2 separate regions of the Gossypium hirsutum genome follow, and region 1 is linked to region 2. A link is a contact called in public Hi-C data. All regions are on one chromosome and are shown on one strand. Each heading gives the region's core, a stretch centred on a gene start, on an enhancer-like site or on the middle of the called end of the contact. The rest is flanking DNA. Distances are from core to core; before and after follow the strand shown. Region 1 holds the start of LOC107962527 (probable L-ascorbate peroxidase 6, chloroplastic/mitochondrial). Region 2 has its middle 3.6 kb from the start of TRNAQ-UUG.

Region 1 (4,132 bases), core at 1,389-3,888, 220 kb after region 2:
TATTTTCTATGGTAAGTACAATAAACTATAACGGTAAGCATTTCCCCCAAAAATTTCTAGCCTCGATCAAGAATCAGAAATGATAAATAAACGACTGAAGTTACTGAGACAAAGATTTTCCCTATCCATATCAACACAGGCAGATTAAATACCGTATATTTGGTTTCTGGTTTACCCCAACCGCTACGTTCTGGTCTGGACCTCCCAAGCGTGTGTGCACCAGATAATGCAACAATTTCCTACATGTCAGAAGGTCAGATGATTAAGATCATTGTTCCATCATAATAAGGATTTTTACAATGAAGTTTACCTTGTCATTTAATCCCATTCGGTAGAAAACCTCTCGTAGATGATCAGCAGGTGAAGGTGGTCCAGCATCTAAGCAACAGAGAAACGCTATAAGGTTAGTGGTCTCTAGACATAAGCATAAGCGAATGCATTGGTACCTATGAGGGAAAAAGGAGGCATAAGCAATGCCCAAATTATGCTAATAGTCTGAAGTCTAAACAACCTAGAAGCACGAAGTGTGCAAACGTAAGGCAACATAAAGCTATGTTAATAATATTCTAGGTTCTTAGGTGAACAACTGTCATACAATGACGGCTAAAACATGGTCCGCCTGTTTATCTTTAAGAACCTAGTATTACTCTTCTGAAAATTTTAAGGATCCCCATATTCTTATTAATCTATAATAATGTCATTTCAGGTATTTGCTGCTATATGCTGCAGATTAGGGAGCACGTAGTTATATCTCTTCCTTTTCCAGATACAGATAAATAATCTGTTAACCATAACCACTTCACAACAGTGCAGTAAACTTCCCAGAAATTCAGAATTAAATGGACTAAAACAAGACACGTTCAATTCATTGTCCAATCATTCAAGCCAGTTAGCAGCCCAGCTTGCCAATGGATTGTATGCCTCAAGTTTCCAGTTACATTTCTTAATTTAGGAATCTCCCCACAATTTAAATTGACATGAACAATCATGCACCATTATAAGGTTCACTTGCCAGGTAGCCTGCCCTCCTCAGGACACTCATTAGGACCGGAGACATCCACCCTTCCATATTTCATGGGAATTTTGGGTCCTCCAGCCTCCTGAATTACATGTCGATTCTTAGTACAACTACAAAATCAATCAAAAAGATATACATTCAAGAGTAACAGCAAGTAAGACCTCAATAGCAGTAGCACTAGCCAACTGGAACAAATCAGCAAAAGTTACATCAGAGTACTTGTCCTTGATAGGCTGAATAAGACTCAATGCATTCACTAGGCCTGAAACAAAAGATAATGAGACAACAGTGCTACCAATTACCAACTAACTAATTACATTGTATAAGTAGACAAAGAACATGTTACCAGCATTGGCGGCATGTTTTAGCTCTACTTCAAACCTAAGACTTCCATTCGCTCCACCCCTTTGTGGCCATTCCTCAATGTTCTTGTTGTAGGTACCAGCATCATGCCATCCTAGGCGAACCTGAAGTTTATAAAATCAAATTTCAAGTATATGAAAATAAACATCGTTTATCCTCGGCTAAAACTAAGTACAATATACATGTTTTAAAAGAAAATGATCTTGTAAATATGCACACTCACTGACTCTCAGTTTTTCTCTCCTCTTGGCATTGGAATTTGAAATTATTTGTTTCTATGTATTAGAGTGAAAAATAATCACCCTCATGTTTTCTTGCTCATGGCTTTACTTTTCTACCTAACATACTCAAAATTCTTTTTTTTTTTTTTTAACTTCTCCACCTTTCTCTTTTCATCCTTTCACTCTACATATTATTAATGCTGCTTAAACTGAAACCACCCTTAATGCTCTACCTAAACTACTAATAAGTACTTCATTTCTTCAAATATGAAATAAAATTCATTAAATTCAAACATTTATTCGCAATATACCGAGAAATCTTTCTTCTATGCTAAAAACTCAAAGAGCATAGCGACATTATTCCCAAGAAAGAAAGAACAAGAATTAAGACATTAATACCAGAATAGGATGGCAGAACTGAGAGTTGAGAAGTTGCTTGAGATCTTCTCTAGCACTCTTCAACTGATCAGGATTCGAAGCTGCACATTTCGGACTTGCAACTGTGCCGAATCCTCTGCTACTCGACACATTAACTGCCGATCTCCTCTATTTTATGAACAAAAAACAAAATTAACTAAAAAGAATAAGAACATTTATATAAAAAATAAAAAAATAAAAAGAAAGAAAGAACTAGGAAATGTGAAAGGAGGAATTAACCTGGTGGGAAGAGAAATGAGAAGATGGAGAGAAAGCGAAGGGCTTAAAAGAGGAAGAGAAAGAAAGGAGAGAAAAAGAGGTGGGGGGATGGAGAGAAAGTCGAACTCCGGGGGAGGAAGATGCTAAGATTCGAGAAGAGGCGGTGGTGCCTAGAGACGAAGTCATTGGCCGACGGAAGCTGCGGTGGTTGAGGAGGTTGTGCGCGACGGCGAACGACAGTTAGGAGCTTTTCAGTAATAGTTTTCACTTTCAGCTGATCTGTGATAATGGCTGTGCCATTTGGCTCTGCGCTTTGTCTCCAATTGTTTTGGATTAAGAAGTCGTTATTTTGGACCAATAGCAAGCCCCCAAATCCAAAAAAAAAAAAATTGCTCTCCAAACGGTTTTGGTAACATCCGATGCATTAAAAACTATGGAAAATTACATCCAAATCATTAAATTATTAGTAAATTTATGTTTTAGTTATTTAACTTTAAAAGGATACAAAATAGTCATTGAATTATCCAAAAGTTTCATTTAAGTCATTAGACTGTTAAAATCATTGTTGCATGGCTTTTTCTGCTCACACGACTTACATTAATCAAAAACTCCTATTCCCTTTCTCTTCTCTAGCTCAATTTTTTTCATAAAACAAATTTGAAAGTTACGAATCTGCAAACCAAAATCTAAACAGCTGTATTATCCAATCTCCGACACTGATCATCAAATTAACTTGAATCTAAAGTATGTTCTACTCGTCGATGAGTGTCAATCCACTATATCAATCATCAAATTGTCGTTTAGAGCTTGCTAATCGAATTTTTTTTTAAAAAAGAAACTTATCAGCCCAGTTACTTAAATAAAAAATTTTGAATAGTTCAATAACTTAAAATGAAAATTTTTGAATAATTTAGTGACCATTTTGTAACTTTTTGAAGCTGAGTGGCCAAAACGTTAAAGGGTAATGACAAAAATTTCATATAAACTATTTTTTTATACTATGCCTAAAATTACTCATAACTCCTCTCCAATCCATAAATAGAAGAACAATGCACTTTAGCGTACTCAGACTCATCCTCCTGCATTAGCAACAATGCCTATGCTAATCAAACTAAGATTCAATAGATTATTTTTCTTATAAATTTAAATTTATCAATTTCATTTTTAATTTGTTTTTCGTTTCTTTTCTTAATTTTCTTCTAAATTTAAATTTAAATTTTCCAAGACACCCACCTTTTTATTTTAAAGCTAAAAAAATTGTCAATCAAGTTTATCTCCTTCCTAATTAAAATTTTTATTTAAATATAAATAAAATTCAACAAAAAATGTCATTCGTCCATTAACTTTAACAGTTGATCATTAAAGAATAGCTGTCCCTCATTTTTTTCAGTTAATGTCATCTTGTGTCACAACTATGGCGTGACATGTGGCAAAAAAATATAAAAAAATAAAAATCAATAAAACTTATACAAATTATTAAATTTTAATAAAAATATTTACAAATTAGAAAAAATTGTAAAATTTTATAAAAATCATAAAAAAATTATAAAATGCATCAAAAAGGCCCTTTAACCATTAACTTTAACTGTTGACCATTAAAGTGAATGACCCCCAGTTTTTTTTCCAGTTGAAGTCATCATATGTCGCAACACAATGTGACATATGACAAAAAATGATAAAAAATAAAAATCAATAAAGTTATAGAAAAATTATAAAATGCTTCTTTTAGTACGATAATTTTTTATATTTCTTTACAAATTTTAAATTTCTTTACATTTTTTTATAATTTTCTTACGATTTTACAAAATTTTATATATTTTTTCTATATTTCTATATATTTTATAATTTTTTATGATTTTTATAAAATTTTACAATTTTTTTATAATTTTTTTCT
Region 2 (4,383 bases), core at 20-2,519:
GTAAAAAAATGTTTCAAGAACATGTGTCAGAGTGGGAATACACATCAGATGGAAAATGTTTAAAATTGCCATCAACGCGATTGCACAATGTGAAGATGAAGTCATTGTGTTAAAACAGTATCTTCCTTATTGGTATTCGAACATCTCAGTTTGGTTAAGTTCTATACACCGTCATCAAGGCTCCAAGGATACTGGGACCCTTATCCTATTGATATGGAATTTCGACCACCGGGTTTGGTACTGTTGACGTCGGGATATCAAAGCCTGGGAAAGTACCAAAGAGTGCACAACACATCTTCACCAGGTTCATGTATGCTTTTACCTTTCATCAACAACGACAACAAGATTATTATATAGAATGTTGTCACGGAGGCATGTCTCATTTTTCCATTATTTGGGTAGTGGATTAGCGGGCTTGAGTAGCTAAAAACCTAGTTGAAAATTGAAACCCCCCTTGGCTACATAACCAAATGACTTTCTGACAACATTTGGTAGCTATGATAGACCATTCTCGTGATAGTGCTTATGACTAACCTTTTGAAAGCAGCTAAACTTGAAAATTCTTCAAGAATATGGTCAGTTTTTGCTTTTGTATTGTCTTTCAAGACTTGAGCAACGAGACCATGTCAGTGGCATTAAGCATTTATATGAGCCTGTGTCTTTCCTATCATTGGTGTTTGAATGGGCAGACATGTATGATACTTTATCAATAAAATTTATTGATATACTAATCAACACCTTATTACACAAGAAAGAAACTAAAAATCCAGTATATACAGAAGCAATCTAAACCCCTTATTACCCCATCAAGGTTCTTCACCAAAAGGGAAAATTTTAGATAGCAGAGCCACAAAAGGGGCAGAACCTGAACTCGGGCTCAACAAGCTTGTCACAAAAACGGCAGCAGATGAAGAATCGATCTTGGGAGGTGGAAAAGACAAATCCTGAGGGAAGAAAAGTTTGCAATTGTTACAATGCAAGAGTGGGTCTTTCCCAGGCCATCTCCAAACAGGCACAAAGAAAAGCTTCAATACTTTCTCATACTCCACAAGATCAGCTCTGGAACCACAGTTTATGCACCTTCCCACACCTGATTTCAGCACTTGTCTTGCTTGTTGCTCTAATCCACCCACAAAGAAAAAGAACATCTTCTCTTCTTTTTTTTTGAAAGGTAGGATTGTTTGCCTGTGTTCTTCTGGGGTTTGATTGAAGCTCTTGCGGGGGCTGGGTTTCGCCTTTTATTGATGAGAACGGAAGTGTAGGAATATGAAGTTTAAGCTAAAAAAGGAGCAAAGTGGAGAGTTCTGGGTTTTTCTTCGGCATCAAGGTATTGGGCAGTGTAAGGTTCTAGAAATGAGTTCTAGAAATGAGTGGGCCTTTTATTTTTTTTTTTTTTTTATGGAAACTTCATTTAGCAAAGAAAAGGTATAAGCAAAACGGGAACACAAGTCCTATCCAGCCAAAAGCCCATTAAGTTATAGACTCACTCACCTACATTGAATAGAGAAAGTTTGATCCCATGCCCATTAAAGCCCCAAAATACTAGTAAACCTAATGACACAGAAAAGCACTCTCATTGCTTGAATCAAACCTCCCTATCAAAATTGGGAGCAAAGAGATTCTCGTGATTGTAGAAATATCTCTAACTTGAATCAATAGATGTAATAGAATTTTAGACAAAATTAAGTTCTTGTGGAACCTAATAGACCAAAATCCGAGTGGTCCAAAGACATTAAAAAAAAAAAAAAAGGGAGCAAGATGGAGAGGCGTTTGTGTGCTTGAAATGAGGGATGCTGGATAGCAGTTGAATTGTTAAAAACTTGTGGTGTAAGAAGACAAATTTGAGGGAAATAAGATACAGACTTGAGGCGTGACTATTCTTTAGGTTTTAATTTTGCCTCTAGAATATAAAAAGTCTTAAAACAACAAAAAAATAGAATAATGAAAATAGCATTATTGAGTTTTATATGTGCATAATGTGTTTTTTTTTATTAAAGAAAGTGTCACTTAATACATAATTTATGACATAAATTATGTTTTTCCATAATATAATAATTATCCAAAAACTATGTTTGTTCATTACGAGTCTTTTGCAGAAAATTATATTTTTTCAAATAAATTTGTTCAAACACAAATAAAAATAAAAATAATTATAATTATAATTATCTCAAAATATAAAAGTAATAATTATATATAAAAAACTATTTACATCATCAAATTCAAGCTCAAAGTGTCTTGTCCTTTTACCATATCCATGTACATAAAACTCAATAGGTAATCACCCAATTTAATTAACCAAGTTATAAAAAAAAATTCTATTTAAATTCTTTATACTATATATCTTCCTTCAAGAAAAAAGGACATTGCAAACTATTATAGGGGGAAGTGTGTGACTGACATAAGCAAAGCAACGATGCAGCAAGGTAATGAGTGGGCGGAACCACCACCTTGCCTGTTTAGGATGAGGCACGATGCCGACAGGGGCTTAACTGCTGGGCAACTGGACGGAGATGCAAAAGCAGTGTAGAGCAAGGATAAGCAAAAGGACCGATGAGCTTGTTGCTAAACGTCAGCAAGGAGGAGCAAAAGGAGTTGCCTTGGAATTGCAAATGAGAGAAAAATAGGGGGAGATTTTGTTGTGAGTCTCCTTTTATTTTGAAAGTATTAATATATATATTTGATATGATTGTGAGTTTGAACTATTTGGTTAAATAAGAAATCGATGGTTTCGTATTATAAAATTATGAGAGGATTAAATCATTGTAAAATTAATTGAACTAATAAAAAAATAATTGAATTGATTAAAAACTATTTGAATAGGATTTTTATTAATTTAAATATTTAATTTTGTGATTATAATTTATAAAATGAATGTTTGGGTTTATATTATTATTTATTATTTTTCTGATTTTTTATTTTTATTTGGGGATTGATGGTCTAATTTGTTTAACAGTTGATTCTTACAACATTAATATTTTAATCTCTCAACTTAAGAACTTGTGCCTCATTGATACCTAATTTATTTTTTGTACCTAAATGATATTTGAACTTAGAAAATGTTAATCAAGTTGTATTCTATTGTAATTATATTTTGTTTAGCCCAAACTCGAATTGAATTTGAATTTCATGACTTCTCATATTATTATGTCATAATAATTTTATTATTTTATTAAAAATGAGAAAGAAGATAAAAAATAGTTTTTTTAAAAAGGTTTTGAATGAAACAAAAACATCATAAAATAATCAAAAGATTAATTAAGCTCATAATTAAAAATTACAATGAATATAACCCCTAATCGAAAATTATTATGTAATAAATATAAAAATGTTGGAAATTAAAAAATAAAAAAATTTATTAAATCTATAAAAAAAGTCTTAGAAGAAAAAGTAAAAAAATAAATAAATCCTTAAAAAAATTATCCTATAGGACATCTAGTAATAATAAAAAAAACAACTAGAGCCTCTTGTTAATGGAAATTGTTGTAACCATTAATAAATATTGACATGTGACATGCCACATAGATAATATGTTGACTTGGCATCCCACATCAATATATATTTAAAAAATAAAAATCCTAAAAAATTATTATACATGTATTCCCATAATGAATTTGGAGACATAATCATCAAAGTTCATTTGAATCTAGACACTAATATGTTTAGGTTATTTTAGATGCAATTCAACATTATCATAAAAATTATTAAAAATATAAATAATCATTATTAATAAAATTATAAATAACCTTTTTTCTAGAAATTATGGCAACCCTAGTTTACAAACACACAATCAATACACAATTTCAACTTCGCTAAAACACATAATCAACCTTAAAAATTCAAGAGTAGTTTCGAAATTCACATCGTATACATTATTCTTTTGAGAACATTTTGTTTTGTTGATAGTATCACATGTACATAAGTTTATGTTAATGGAACAAGTCTTGTATATGGGAGGAGAAATATTGATGAATTATTACAGGTTGAATTGAGTAAATTTGAGTTCAATGTTGAAATTCGATTCACATGTGGATGATTATATGTTATTTTTTTTATGTTATTTCAACTATTTAAATTCCTTCGATGGTTGGTTATTATGAATTGGAAGTGTTTAAAGTGTGAAATTAAATTTAATAATAATAAATTAAGTGAATAAAATATCAAAAATTATTTTTGAAAATCGAATATAGCATCGTTTATTTGGACTCTTTGTTGGTTCAAGTAAAGAGTGTTATATTAACAATCAATTAGATTGGTTCAAGTAAAGAGTGTTATATTAACAATCAATTAGATAGATTCCAATAAGGAAATATTTTCAATACACCTATCACATTCCACAAATGTAAATTTTCAAGTCATGTTATCTCTATTATCTTGCTTAAAATT

What was found. A called contact is a pair of places that touch in the nucleus more often than the background predicts.
Region 1: a Hi-C map of leaf shows a contact between it and region 2, with 1.9 times the contacts expected there. The contact joins the promoter of LOC107962527 here to the enhancer-like site in region 2. A contact is called at or near these places in 10 of 34 Hi-C or Micro-C datasets (anther, callus, leaf and 1 more).

Annotation. Positions count from the first base shown.
Region 1 is chrA06:7,789,377-7,793,508 of Gossypium_hirsutum_v2.1, forward strand. It overlaps LOC107962527 (probable L-ascorbate peroxidase 6, chloroplastic/mitochondrial), which reads right to left and starts at 2,639. Exons shown (of 12, transcript XM_016898945.2): 1 at 2,260-2,639; 2 at 2,002-2,148; 3 at 1,365-1,485; 4 at 1,180-1,280; 5 at 1,013-1,100; 6 at 311-378; 7 at 153-239. The coding sequence starts at 2,424.
Region 2 is chrA06:7,570,817-7,575,199 of Gossypium_hirsutum_v2.1, forward strand. It overlaps the pseudogene LOC121230377. Among protein-coding and RNA genes, the nearest start is that of TRNAQ-UUG, 3.6 kb to the left of the region's middle. Within about 2 kb of position 1,270, at least 3 of the 9 cell types and tissues checked have an H3K27ac peak or open chromatin away from gene starts, as enhancers often do. A contact at or near this core is called in leaf, where this site is marked.